Linked DNA regions of Sus scrofa: all the other regions are linked to region 1. A link is a contact called in public HiChIP or PLAC-seq data. All regions are on one chromosome and are shown on one strand. The core of a region is the stretch at or near the end of the contact, and the rest is flanking DNA. Distances in the headings are between cores, read along the strand shown. Region 1 has its middle 68 kb from the start of NRP1. Region 2 has its middle 370 kb from the start of NRP1. Region 3 has its middle 340 kb from the start of NRP1.

The links. HiChIP or PLAC-seq counts read pairs in DNA pulled down with a chosen protein or histone mark.
Region 2: an H3K27ac HiChIP or PLAC-seq map of alveolar macrophages shows a contact between it and region 1. The contact joins two enhancer-like sites. A contact is called at or near these places in 1 of 47 Hi-C or Micro-C datasets (embryonic fibroblasts) and 1 of 2 datasets of contacts at active chromatin or transcription factors (alveolar macrophages).
Region 3: an H3K27ac HiChIP or PLAC-seq map of alveolar macrophages shows a contact between it and region 1. The contact joins two enhancer-like sites. A contact is called at or near these places in 1 of 47 Hi-C or Micro-C datasets (heart right ventricle) and 2 of 2 datasets of contacts at active chromatin or transcription factors (alveolar macrophages and skeletal muscle).

What each region holds. Positions count from the first base shown.
Region 1 is chr10:56,496,217-56,501,117 of Sscrofa11.1, forward strand. No RefSeq gene overlaps it. Among named protein-coding and RNA genes, the nearest start is that of NRP1, 68 kb to the left of the region's middle. Within about 2 kb of position 1,990, at least 3 of the 83 cell types and tissues checked have an H3K27ac peak or open chromatin away from gene starts, as enhancers often do. A contact at or near this core is called in alveolar macrophages, where this site is marked.
Region 2 is chr10:56,799,377-56,804,277 of Sscrofa11.1, forward strand. No RefSeq gene overlaps it. Among named protein-coding and RNA genes, the nearest start is that of NRP1, 370 kb to the left of the region's middle. Within about 2 kb of position 1,940, at least 16 of the 83 cell types and tissues checked have an H3K27ac peak or open chromatin away from gene starts, as enhancers often do. A contact at or near this core is called in alveolar macrophages, where this site is marked.
Region 3 is chr10:56,772,355-56,777,255 of Sscrofa11.1, forward strand. No RefSeq gene overlaps it. Among named protein-coding and RNA genes, the nearest start is that of NRP1, 340 kb to the left of the region's middle. Within about 2 kb of position 1,892, at least 5 of the 83 cell types and tissues checked have an H3K27ac peak or open chromatin away from gene starts, as enhancers often do. A contact at or near this core is called in alveolar macrophages, where this site is marked.

The DNA.
Region 1 (4,901 bases), core at 740-3,239:
CCATAAGGATGCGGGTTCAATCCCTGGCCTTGCCCAGTGGGTTAAGGATCTAGTGTTGCCTTGAGCTGCTATGTGGGTCACAGATGCAGCTCGGATCCCAAGTTGCTGTGGCTCTTATGGCTGTGGCTGGCAGTTGCAGCTCTGATTCGACCCCTAGCTTGGGAACTTCCACATGCTGTGGGTGCAGCCCTAAAAAAAGAGAGAGAGAGAGAGAAAGGAAGCAGCAAAACAAAATTCCAAATAGAGGAGACTAATGCTAAGAAAGTAGACCAACCAACCAACTAACAAACCAACCAACAAACAAGAACAAAACACCACCAGGACAAGAAATCAGCATAGATAAAGTCTGGGCAAAGACCTATATTTAGGGTGATTAAAAAGACAAATGAAGAGGAATGGTTATAAAATATAATTAAGAAACAAACATAAGAAGGCATAAATACAGCCAGAATGAATAGATATGGGAAAGAACCAAATCTAAAATTTTGGAACTAAGGAATATAATAATTGGAATAAAAAGAAAACTCAAATACAGGATAAACTTAATTCTGTGAAAAAGCACATAACAGATTGTAAAGATATTGCTAAGAAAGTATATTCAGCATGCAGCAAACAGTGGGGTTAGGAGGAAGAGATTTATAAACATGCATGAAAGAGCAGTTAAGAGACATGGAGGAGAGTTTACGAGTTCCATAATCTAATGAGAGTTCTGGGAGAAGAGAATGGAGGAAATGAGTGGGCAAAAAGACAAGCATGAGTCCTTGTAATGAAAATGCATACTGTGAGTCTAGAAAGAGGAACAAAACCAATCTATACTGGAGATCCTGTTGTGGCTCAGTGGTAATGAACTTGACTAGTATCCATGAGGACACAGGTTCAATCCCTGGCTTCACTCAGTGGGTTAAGGATCTGGCAGTGCCATGAGCTGTGGTGTAGCTTGCAGATACAGCTCAGATCCTGCATTGCTGTGGCTGTGGCTTAGGCTGGCAGCTGTAGCTCTGATTTTACCCCTGGCCTGGGAACTTCAATATACTATGGGTGTGGCCCAAAAGCAAAAAACAAAACAGAACAAAATGAAAAAAAAAAAAAAAACCAAATAACCAAATCTGTATGCCTAGTCACATCATAGTAAACTCAGAAAGCACAGAAGACAGAAGAGATAGCTTATCTAGAACAGATGGCAGATAAACAAATAGCTAAAGGAAACTACTTAGCAACATGATTTTTAAAACCAGCTAAACTACCATCAACAGTGAGATTGAAATAAAAACATTTCAATACATGTTAAAAGCTAAGAACTATAATAATAAAAGGGGTAATATCCATGAGATCAGTGTTCATCCACCATGGAACACTGGGCCCTGTGTTGGTTGGTAAAGGGACTGAGAAACCAGGCTTGCTGTTCCTTTGCTGACATCGTCTCATGTCTGTGGAGCGGCCCTGATGCTCTGCAGAGATAGAAATTCTTATCCACCTTCACTTGAAGAATGAGTGGGGCAAAGATGGGCTAGGAAAGAGAGGAGTATGGGGACAGAAATGCCAACAGCCCATGGCTTTTTCTTGAGAAGGTTCTAGCATCTGGGAGGATGAAGAGAGGAAGCTGAGCAAAGCACCTGTGGGCCATCTTCCTGAAGAAAGACGGTTGATGGCTTCAGTTCACTGCTACTCTGCCTCCCATTGTGATTTAAAATGTGATTACTTTTGTCATCCAGATTTACTAATTTTTACTTTCTCTGTCCATTCTGGAAGTGATAGTTTGGGATGGATGAGAAATATTCTCCCCCCCCCCCAAGTCCAGTCATACAACTGAGGTTTTATACTTCTATGCAAGTTCCTGACACTTGAGAAATGCTGGGCTTAAGAATTGGCACCTCTAGCATGGGAAGAATCATTCGGTTAATTCCTCTAAAGTTTCAGAGGGAGAGAACCAGCTGGCCTCTGAAGGGTCGGTGAGGAGGAAGAGGGCAAATCACAAGATGGCCAAAAGTGATTCATCATCAGGACGAGGGTGGAAGGAGAAGTCAGTGAGTGCCCACGCTGGGCATCCTTGCTGGACCTTTCATTATTCAAACTCTGGCTGTGATTCACCCACACTTCCGTTGCAATTCAGACTCCAGAGTTGAGAGCCGATAGAGGATAAAATAAGCGTGAACCATGGAATTCTGACTTGGTCTGGAGGATAAGATCAATATTGACCTGGCAGCAGCACTGGTAAGGAGGCCAAGGATAAAGCTGTGATTAGGTCACCTTTCCTGGAAGGGGCAAAGCTGGATGGACAGAAGATGTGGGGCGGAATTTGGGGAGTGCAGCTAAGGGGATGAGGGAAGGATGCTTTGTTGGGAACCACTCTCTGGAAGGTGTGTCTTCAGAGACCATTTATCCGTCAGTACTTTACTCAGACTCACTCAGTCCCAGGGTGAGCTTGGGCCTGGTGGTACCCCTGGGGAAGTGGTGCTTCGTGACCTCATGTAGCAGGGAAAGCTCCATTTACTTCTGTGGACCGTCATAAAGGGCAGGCCTGTGAGGAAGGAACCAGAAGGAACCAGAGACAGAAGGAAGACCTTTCTGAGATTTCCCTTTGCTTCCTCAGGATGGCCAAGTTCTAAACAGGGTACATCCACCAAAGATTATGAAAAATCTATGACCTCACACTAACCTGAAAAGACACCTGCACCCCCATGTTCATAGAGCACTATTTACAATGGCCAAGATATGGAAACAACCTAAATGTCCATCAACAGATGAGTGGATAAAGAAGATGTGGTACAGATACGCAAGGGGATGTTAGCCATAAAAAAGAATGAAATTCTACCATTTGCAACAAGGATGTCTTGGTGAAATAAGTCAGAGAAAGACAAATTCTGTTATGTTATCACTTACATGTGGAATCTAAAACATAAAACAAATAAAGGAATATAACGAAATAGACACAAAGTAGTGGTTACCAGTGGGGAGGGAAGGAGGTGAGGGGAGAGATAGGAGTAGGCATTAAGAGGTACAAACTATTACGTATAGAGTAAACCAAGTAGAAATGATTGCAACCTTCAATGAAACTTCTAAAATGAAATAAAAAAGAGGAGTTCCTGTCGTGGCGCAGTAGTTAACGAATCCGACTAGGAACCATGAGGTTGCGGGTTCGATCCCTGCCCTTGCTCAGTGGGTTGAGGATCTGGTGTTGCCGTGAGCTGTGGTGTAAGGTCGCAGACGCGGCTCGGATCTTGCATTGCTGTGGCTCTGTACAGCTCCGATTTGACCCCTAGCCTGGGAACCTCCATATGCCGCGAGAGCGGCCCACAAAATAGCAAAAAGACAAAAAAAAAAAAAAAAAAAAAAAGAAAGTACTAGCGTGTATTCATTAAAAATTCTCTTTGTAGAATGTATGATTCAATATCATAAGAATGTAATGTTTCCCAAGTTAGTTTATAAATTCACTTCCATCTCAAAAAAAAAAAAAAAAAAGTTATGACTAGAGTTCCCGCAGTGGGTTAAGGACCTGGCTTTGCTGTAGCTACAGCTCAGATTGGATGATCCCTGGCCCTGGAACCTCCAAATGCCATGAGCATGGCAGGAAAGAAAAAAAAAAAAGTAAAACCAAGTATGTATAATTAAAACTACAACTGAGGATCAGTTATAGTTGAATCATGCTCTGATAAATACTAAAAATGCATTTTTCGTTACTCAGGAAATGACAGTACAGCAGCAGTCCTATTTCCCAGGGGGTCATAAAATCCACCCCTGCTTTGACCATCCACCCCTGCTTTCAGAAAAACTGTGCAAATCTAAGGGCTCTGTGTATCTCGTGCGCTAAGTCTGATTCCAGTAGCAGGAGTGACTTGGATCTGAGTGATCTGGGAGGAGCTGCGTCGCAAACCCGGGAAAACCCTTCCAATCACCCAGCAGAGGAAAGTGGGGAGAAAATGGCCCTCACACTCACGGGTCATTCTTGAAGCCTGAAGGATCGGTCATAGAGCAGCTGAGGGTAAGGCTGGAGGTTATGTATAGAGAATGCAACATCAGTGAACCATACAGCAGCAAGGATCTGGGCTGGAAATAAAATTTTAACAGTGAATAATATTTAATACAGGAAAGTGTGAATTTTTTGTACAGCTGGAGTCCTCCTTGTTGAGATTCCAATGGCCAAATGCCTAAGTCTTTGAAAAGAGAAAGAATTACACCTCTTTTCTTTTTCCTCAGCCATGCCTGCAGCATGTGGAAGGTCCCACATCACAGCAGTGACAATGCTGGATCCTTAACCCATTGCACCACAAGGGAACTCCAAGAATTACACTTCTAATTTGTGGCAAGTGAACCCAGCTTTTATTGGAACCTTCTTCTCATTAGAGAGGGTTTTGAAGTTCAGGGAATGCTAGAAGAATCTCTGGATCAGGAATGACTCAAAAACCTGGTCCCAGGTTTTCTTTCAAGGATCATTAATTCACTTGTGCCCATTAGTTGACAAAAGATGGACACAAAACTTGGACTGTCTAAAATGAAGATACACGAGAAGGGATTTAAAAAAAAAAAAAAGCGTATTTAAATGCCCTAGATTGAAAAGTGAGGGTGGATTTTAGGGATAGATGAGGTTCCATATATTATTTGGTAACTGATCTAAGAACAGACATGTGATTGATTCCTACTTATAATAAAGTGATATGATGGAGACGCCCTTAAAAGGGGGGAAGCAAATTTCATGGAAAAACTAGAAGAAAATACCAGTGTAAATGTCAGCCAAGCGGCCAGTGCATTGAAGGCAATATTGGGGGCATAAGGATGTACCTTTTCTGTGGAAGTCTGTTTATTTTGTACTTTATGGGTAATAGAATTTCTTGGGCATTTTTGTTTAGAATCACAAACCTTGAAAACCTGTCCCTACCACACCCTCCCCCCAGAAAAAAAAAAGC
Region 2 (4,901 bases), core at 690-3,189, 300 kb after region 1:
GCGAGGTCAGGGATTAAACCCGCATCCTCACGGATGCTAGCTGGATTCTTAAGCTGCTGAGCCAAAACGGGAACTCCTGAAAGATTTTTTCTTCTCTCTCTCTCTCTCTTTTTTTTTTTAGGAAATGTGGCATTTGCCCTCAAACAGTATAACATTTAACTCTAGTACAAAGTGGCAGAAGAAAAGAAAGGGAACAGAGAAGGAAGAGAGTGTTTCAAATTCTGGGGTGTTAAGAAAGATGTGTGTACAGTATGTACACAGTTTCTCTAGTACTGGAAATAAAAAATTAAATATTTAACCATCCATATTTTCTGATACTATATAATACACACTTGTACTGATCCTATTAGAATGCCAATAGGTACATCCATATATCAAGACACAAAAGGGAAATTATCCGTAGGCAGAATGGGTCACCTTCCCTCCCAGGATTCCTGGGAAGACCCAGTTGCACCTGATGTCCCAGAGAAATTATTAAGAGCATCCCCGTGCACCCTCAAAAGTGACCCCAGTTAGCTGATAAACTCCATGCCCACACTGCTGGCATGTGTGAAGTTCACAGTCCAGAGCTGCAGGTGTACCAAGATCGAGACCTCATCCTAGGACACAGTACCTTCCCCACCAACCATCACCCAGTCTCACCACCACAGCACCAAAAGCCTCCTCACAGCAATGCCCAGCTTAGACTGTCCTCTGTCAAGAAAAATTAGGAGTTCCTGTCGTGGAAATGAATCCACTTAGTATCCACAAGGATGCGGGTTCAATCCCTGGCCTCCCTCAGTGGGTAAAGGAACTGGCATTGCCATGAAGTGGGGTAGGTCGCTGACGTGGCTTGGATCTGGTGTTGCTGTGGCTGTGGCTGTGGCCAGCAGCTACAGCTCTGATTCGACCCCTAGCCTAGGAACCTCCATATGCCAACGGTGGGGCCCTAAAAAAAAAAAAAAAAAAGAAAGAAAGAAAGAAAAAGAAAAGAAAAATTACAAATTTCATGACAAATTTGTGAATGTAACCATATAAAATTGTCTTGAAGGTTTCGTCAATCTGAACAACCTAAATTAGAGCCAGGAACTCTGAAACATTTTTCTAATTAGTGGGGGAACCATGTGGGGTTGACTCATGTATATTTGAAATTGACATTAATCTCATTCAAACAAGTTTAATGAATAATCATTAAAATTTGATATAAGTAGATTTCTCCCATTTCTTCCATTTTTAACAGAGGAATTGTGTGTATAAAAGGAAACAGATTTAGCCTTTTCTCTCTGGACATAATACCATCTGATTGACAGATTTAAAAGATTCTGTCAGCCTCATGCTTAGATTTTTTTTCTTTTTCTTTCTTTCTTTCTTTTTTTTCAGTTTTAGGTTGTTCCTTTACTTTGCCCCCTGTTCATACACCCAAGTAGGGAACGCAGATTTTTTTTGTTTTGTTTTGCTCTTTTTCTACGGGCACACCTGTGGCATATGGAGGTTCCCAGGCTAGGGATCTAATCAGAGCTGTAGCTGCCGACCTACACCAGAGCCACAGCAACGCCAGATCTGAGCCACATCTGGGATCCTCACCACAGCTCACGGCAATGCCAGATCTTACTTAACCCACTGAGCAAGGCCAGGGATCGAACCTGTAACCTCATTGTTCCTAGTCGGATTCGTTAACCACTGAGCCATTTTGGGAACTCCAGAATCTCAGATTTTACACAAAATAAGCTGCTTACATTGACATCCTGGAAGTGAAATCTTAAATTTGAGGAAATGAACACAGACAAACTCACAGTGAATATGTCTCAGACTCGTGGCTTAGAGAAATTTCACAAAGCAAAGATTACTCAGCTCTTGAAGTTAGTTTATGGGAAACGGAATTTTATGGCTCTTCCATCCATGAGACTCATCATCTCTGCACACCAGTTGCCCCTCCCCCTGCAGCCAGCAATTAAGAACAGGGCTGCATCTGGACATTCTGATGCAAGAGTGACATTCGGATTTAGCCTGACTTGTAAACAGCATGATTCATAAAAACCCAAGTGAGTAACAAAAGAAAGCGGACAAGGCAGTGAGGAGCTGTAATCATTGTGAATCCAAGGATGTGCAAATGTCCACTTCTTCCCGGCTGCTCGGGAGGCAAGCAGCTGATGTGTCAGCCCAGATTCCAGAACAATCCGCAATCTCCATTAAGCACTCATCATGCAAAAGATGGGTTAGCTCTGAGAAGATGTATCAGAAAATGACCACTCTCTTCTTAAGGATTACCCTCCAGGTGAAGGGGGGAGAAAAAAAGATGCGTTATGTCCCCCAATCCCTTCTGTGCCAGACAAAACCATTGCACAAGATTAGAAACCAGAGGGTGGAAGTTGCTTCCCTAAGGGAAAAGCCTTTCTCTCCAAGCCACCGCGATTCCCGAGGCTGGGGTCCTGAGTGGACGCTGGCTTCCTGCCTCCCGTATAAGACAGTTGAATTCCTCTGTCCTTCTCTCTGGTGCAGAAAAGCTCTTCAGCCATACCTCCTGGAAGCTGATCCATCTTCTTGCTAGCCCAGCAGACAGGGGTTTTTAGAACATAAACAGTGGAGTTCCCTCTGTGGGTGAGCAGGTTAAGAACCCGACATAGTGTCCATGATGATTTGAGTTCAACTCCTGGCCCCGCTCCGTGGGTTAAGCATCCAGCATTGCCACAAGCTGCGGCAGAGGTCACAGATGTGGCTCAGACCTGGTGTGGCTGTGGCACAGGATGGCAGCTGCAGCTCTGATTCAACCCCTAGCCTGGGAACTTCCATATGCCGCAGGTGCAGCCCTAAAAAGAAAAAAAAAGAAGAAGAAGAACATAAACAATTCTACTGTGGTTAAGCACCTGAATGCATGAGAGATTTACTGGGGGGCGGGGGAGGGGGGTAGGAAAGCTATTGTCTGCCTTTCTGTATGGTTATTTATATTCAATCTCAGCTCTTCACTTTTGCACACACACACACACACACACACACACACACACAAGAAATTAAGAAGGATTCTCTGGAGTTTTGCACACACCAGACAGCCTGTCTGGCGTTGGCCGCCGTGCATTTTTTTCTAGCTATGGACACCAGCAGAGCAGACCAGCATATCTTTCTGGATTTTCTTCTGAGCACATGGTAGGACTGCCATGCCTCGCCCTCCTCACCAGGTGTGGGCCTGTGATCTGCTCTGGCAGGAAAGAGAATGGGGTGACACACCTCCCTTCCAATGTGTGACTCAATTTCTTTCTCTTTTCCCTCGGCCACCTTGATCAGCAATTTTTTTAGCCGGTGTTGTTCACTCAGATCAGGTCCTAGAGGTGAGACGAGGCAGAAAACGATGAGCATGTGGACAGAAAATATACCCTGTTCTTCAAACTACTGAGACTGGGAGGTCTCTTGTCACTGCCCTTGAACCTCGCCTCTGCGGCTGAGATACTAACCTTGAACGGTCTCCCCAGTCTCTGAGACACGCTCATGTTTACACCGCCTACTTTGGAGCAGAGTCTCAGAGCCCAACATGGCCCTGTGCCCTATGTTCAAAGAATGGAACACCAGTAGGGCCAGCACAGACGCGTGATGGGTTCCGCATCAGCAGAGTGCTTTGCAAAAGCTCTCCAAAGCTCTTGACGTCAGGTCTGAGCTGCATGCCTCTGCGAAGAAAAAAAAAAAAGATCACTTTAAGAGTCCAGGCCTTTTGTTTTTGAAATCAGCTCTTGGTCTTTATCCCTTTCCTACCTGAACTTACTCTCCTCATAAATTCAAACAAGATAACTCGCCCATCAGACGTTAATAAAGACATAGGGCCGCCGATCCATTTTGGGAAATACACACTGAGTCATCCATTTCTCCACCTAACTGTTCAGCTGCCCCCACTTCCAGGAATTATTTCTGTCGAGAACAGCAGTTATTCATTCTCCAGCCCCCAATTCACCCCGGCTCAGCCATCTCTCAAGCCATAATAGGGCAATTTGGAAACACAAACCAACTCAGGGATGTGGCCAGTCTCTGCGCATGTGCATGGCTGCCTCGGTCTCTTCCACAAGCGGGTCGGTGGGGCTGCCTGGTCAGCAGCGGCAGGTGCTGCCCCAGGATTCTCACCTTCCATCAGCACACAAATAACAAGCGCAGCTACTCTCTTTCACAGGCCTGAAAGAAACTTAAACGGGGCGGGGAGTGGCCAACACAGTGACACGGAAATCTTCAGATATGGAATTTACCTGAAGATACCTTTTCCACCATTCGACCCGCAAATGATTACAGATCGGTCTAATCGTGGGCACAGCAAAGGCAAATCATATTTAGATGAAACCTAGAAGTTCAAAAGACTGAGGGGAATCTTTTGCTACAAAGGCAGCAAGAGACACTCGAACACACCAACCTACAAAACCGAGCTTTTCATCTCATGTCAAAGACGGCTCTGCCGAGGTGATCCAGAAAGTGGATTCGATTATGCCACTTTGTTCTGAAGATATTTCTGTTTGGTAAAAGTGAGGCCCCTCTTTGGGTTAAATGCCCCTTCTTTATGCTCCCCCAGTACTCTCTGCATCCTGCCTGTGTGCTGTTCCTGCTGCAGAGGGACGGCTGACGCCCTTCTCTGACGGTGTGTTCCTTCTGGGAGGGGACCGTGTCTGATTTTATTGCCGCATCCTTGGCAGGGAGCATCCGGCCTGGCACAGAGCACTGACTCGATAAATATTGAACACTGAAGGCTTTTTGATGATGTCACTTTTGAGTATCCCAGACTCTTCTCCTGCCAGGGCAGAGTCTGGCAAGGGCCAGGGTCCCCCATGCAAGCTTCCCCCCAGGAAGGAACAGATCAGGAATGAGGCAGAAAACTTCCCCCAGATCAGGCTTCGCATAACTTAGGGGAAAGTCAGGAGAAGGGCCCAACCATCTTCAAAGTCTATAATTATATT
Region 3 (4,901 bases), core at 642-3,141, 280 kb after region 1:
CTTCCTTACTGCGTTGGTCCACCAACAATGTCCAAGTCAGCAGGCAAGGCCCAAGATGCCCATGAGGGGAGTTGGAACTCACTCATTATTAATCCAGGTAGTGCCCCACCCTGCCTTAGCTCCAGAAGCCCCTGGATGGTTTTAGCAAACGCCCACTCTAGAAAGGATGGGTTCCAGAGAATCTTCCCCTCAAACAGTGAGTTGTCTTGCTGAGCCCTGCTCTGTGCTCCAGCCCATGGCTGCCCTTGGCCAGAGGGAAATCCAAAGAAAGGATCCAGTTCTTGATTACGGAGCAACAAAAGCCTAGCAACAGAGGAATGGGGGGGTAATTCCAGATTGCTCTACACTTTTTATTCTAATGACAAAGTGAGATCTTCCTGGGATGATCTGAGTATAATCCTTGCCTAAGATATGGCAGCAAACTTCAGACATCTTGGAGTTTCCACTATGGCTCAGCAGGCTAAGAACCCTGCTAATATCCATGAGGATGAGGGTTCGATCCCTAGCCCTGCTCAGTGAGTTAAGGATCTGGCATTGTCGCAACCTGCAGCATAGGTAGCAGATGTGGCTCAGATCCTCTGTTGCCATGGCTGTGGTGAGCCCTCAGCTGCAGCTCCTATTCGACCCCTAGCCCATTGGAATTTCCATATGCCACACATGTGGCCCTAAAAACAAAAAAACCCTTCAGAACCTCTTGAGTTCTTTCCATCCCTAGAAATCTTTGAACAATTCTAAAGTGCTCACATATTGACTAAGAGAAAAAAAAATTCCTGTGCTCAAGGGCCCACTTCGTTCCTCCACTGAGAAGCTTTCCCAGATGGTAGAGCACATATTAGCACCTAGGATGAGTGAGTACAGTCTGGCCAAAGAAAAACACGGCTGAGTAAACTTACATATCAAGCTCCTTAGAACATCTCATAGCAACTCTCATCATTTTTCTCACATAAAATGGCAATACCAACTCGGTTAAGTTTTACTTAAGTAAATGTTTGGAAATTCCTTAAAAAGTAAACACAGAAGACCAGAATTTTTTATTCTAACCTTGGATCACTAAAGGATTAAAGAGAAATGGAATGATTATTATAACAATTTTGTTATTTTCATATGAAGTTTTAATTTTGTTTTTTCATTAGTGGGAGTTCCCATTGTTTCATTAGTGGGAGTTCCCATTGTGGCTCATTGGGTTAATAACCCAACATAGTCCCCCTGAGGATGCAGGTTCTATCCTTGGCCTCGCTCAGTGGGTTAAGGATCCGGCATTGCCGCAGGCTGCAGCAGAGGTTGCAGATGCGTCTCAGATCCATGGTTGCCGTGGTTGTGGCGTAGGCCTGCAGTTGCATTTCCCTTTCAACCCCTAGCCTGGAAACTTCCATATGCTGAAGGTGCAGCTGTAAAAAGAAAAGAAAAAAAATAAAGTTTCACTGGTGTCATCCATATTTATAGATAGGTGTATAATTCATTTTATACGCATATATATGTGCACATTCCTAATGGAAACTTTGTTATTAAATTCAAGGATCATGATAAACTTATGTAATGTCCCTCTATAAGAGCCTTTTCTGACACCAACTGTTTATGTTGAAGTTCTTTCTGGCACCACCCACCGGCAGCTAACACAGACCTACAAATAAAGTCAGAGTGCACAGACGGTCCTACTTCAGATGCTAGCCAGAAGCAGTGTCCCCAAGCCACACGCACTCTTGTCCAACTGGCTCCAAAACCAGGGGCTTTCCATGATGTGTCAGGCTTGAGAAATTCACTAGAACAGCACGCAGAAGTCAGAAAATCTCTATCCTTACAATTGCCGTTTTATCATAAAGAACACACAGCAGGCCCAGTCAAATGAAGACACTCATGACGCAAGATCTGAGTCTTGAATGCAGAGCTTCCATGCCCTCTGCCTGTGGAATTGGGTGCATCACCCTCCTGATACACTGATGTCTCACCAACCAGGAAACTTAGGAAGGTCCAGAGTTTTTACTAAGGTGTCATTGTGTAGGCATGGAACTCAATCTGTATCCCCACTTCCCTCCCTGGGAGTCAGGCTACCTCAGAACCCAACTGTCTCATCACTTGGTTGATCTTTCTGATGACCACCCCTTACCCTGAGCCATCTCATTGGCATGAACTCAGGGACCCAAGGAAGTCATGAATAACAAAGATACTCCTACCTTGCAGAATTCTAGGGGTGTCAGGAACACAGGACAAAGACCAGGCAACCTCTCAACTCTACTATAAAGCCCCATGGCACAAAACCGAGTGCACTCAGGTAAAACAATTCTATACATAGCCAGGCTGTTTTGGTCCAGGTACATGGCTTTTTTAGGGAATTTTAATGCATCTACAAGGATGAAATGACTCATCCTCCCAGCTGTGCTTCACAATTGTGAATTCCTTCGGCTCTATCTTTAAATTTTATATAGGTAATTAAGAGCCCTAAAAAGCTGTAGGAACCTGGCAGCCATTATCATAACCATGTAACCCAACCTTACCTTACCAATTATAGGACCATGGATGTCACACGTCTCCTCATATGATGCACTAAGAAGGATACAGCTTCACTTTTGTAGTATTACTATCAAAAACTGAGAACGTGAACCTGTTTATGAGGGAACATTCGATACACATGCGTTGAGAAGTGGTTTACAAACCAACAGACCTGTATTCGTTGAAAAGAGCAAAGTCAAGACAAACAAAGACAGAGTGAGGGATGGTTCCAGGAAAAGGAAACTAAAGAGACATGACAGCTAAATGGAATCCACTGCTCTAAGTGGGATCCAGGACACGGAACAAAGAGGACATTATCAGGGCAGCTGATACAAATGTTATGGATCATAGGTCCAATAGTAGGGTTACATCAATGCTGTATTTTCTGGTTTTGACAACTGCGTTGTGTACAAAGAGGGCCTCGGGTAAGCGACCTTCCTTGTCTTTAGAAAATGTACACCCACTCACTGTGGTGGTGTGTCTGTACTTCACTCTCCAAAGATCCCACATGAGAAATGGAAGAGGGGGTGGTAGTAAATGATAAAGCAAATGGGGTAAAATGTGAACAATAAGTGATATTCTTGGCAAAGGGTATGTAGAAAGTCTTTGGACCACATCTGTATCTTTTCATTAAGTATAAATGATATCAACATATAGTTCAAAACACTTCCAAACATGCTTCAAAAAGTCAATGTATGAAGAGGGAAGAAATGTGTAGTGTTGCAAAGAAAATACAAAACTAGCTTGAAAGAAACACGGACAGGTGCTGTGATATGTGCCTGCTCCTTGTTCTAACTTTGGAGATCTTGGCAGAATGGTGTTCTCATTGATAATTATTACTATTAAGATGTTTTTTAAACCATTTTTTTCCAGCTTTAATCTCTGTTTTCCTCATTCTTACTGAATGGGGAATTATTTTTCTTTCTTTCTTTTCTTTTTGCATTTAGCATGTACATAGTTCTGTGCTTTGCACCACAGGAAGCACAACAATGAACAAAGCATGCTCCCCACTCAATGAGCTTACAGTTTTATAGGGCAGACAGGTCCTCTCATATTCAACTGTCTACATTTGATAATAATAGAAACCTAAAAGTGATACAAAGTGCTGTAAAACACACAGGTCTAGGTCCTGCTGAGATTTGCGATGAGAAGAACTGGTAAGGGGAGAAAAAGGCGGAAAGCCATCCCCAGGCATCTGATCTCCCCCAGACCCTATCATGACCCCTTAATACAAAGGCATGTTCACATAATTTTCTCGGTATTTCTTCCAGAACCAAGTGTCGATGATCAAAATTTGTAGGGAAGTTTCAAAATCATTTCTTCTTCTATTTTTCTTCCTACGTTCTCTTCTCCTCTCTGTCCCCCTAAATCTTGGTAGAGTTGAATGCCTGCCTAATTGTTCAGTCAACAACCAGTGGGCAAGAACTGGAATTTAGCTTCGTCTTCTGATGAGCTGGGCAATGCAATCCGGGCTTCACTGTGGCCAGAATCATAAGGAAAGATAAACAAACCCTGGCTCAGGTAAGAATGAGATTTGGTTAACGACCTTTTAATGGAATTGACAGAAGGTGGTTCTTGCCTGGTTTCTTGGTTGCAGAAATTTTCACACACTCCATGGGAACACCATCTGCTATCATGACTTCTACCTAAATAGAGACCCTGGAAATGGACCGAGGAGTCAGGGATGGTCAGAATCATTCTTGATGAATAAGGTTGAATGCTACAAAAATCTGATCCATGGAAAAATGTTGCATTAGTTCTATCAAGTTTAGACAGAAGTCCGCAAGTGGTTCCTATAATATACAGTTTGCAAATCCCCTCTAATCCTCACACTTCCTCTCTTTTAGAAACCAGCAAGAAGTGATAAATGTCAGCGACATACCCTTAGAGCCCTTGTTCAGTCTGTTCTAAGACCTTGGAAGGGGGGAGTCCACGTATTTTTCAATAGTAGGTGAGACCATTGGAAATCTTGGTGCCTCTATATGATTTTTTTCACAGCCCTATAGATAGCTCTGACCAACTTGAAATAGATTACATCAAAAAATATAAAGGAAGTAGAAGTAGCAGCACCTTCAGTTTGTCAAGATGGATGAAATTAGATTCTCCTTGCATTTGGCACTGCTGGACAAAAGAAACAATTTCAGCTTCACTATAAGGTAGCAAGATTATGGCTGGAAAGTATTCTTCCTCCCTTTGGGCAAGAGACTTGGCATCTTAGCAAAAATGCTGTGACTGACTATTTCTTGGTTGGAATTTTTATAATGGGCCTGGTCCAAGCAACTGGAAAAAAAAAGTCTGGTTTAATTATATATGTGTAGATATAGATATCAATATAGTGAAAGAGAGGGAGAGATTTTTATATTATTCCTTTTGCCACCAGATGCTTAGAGTAATTAAAAACAACAATTTCTCAT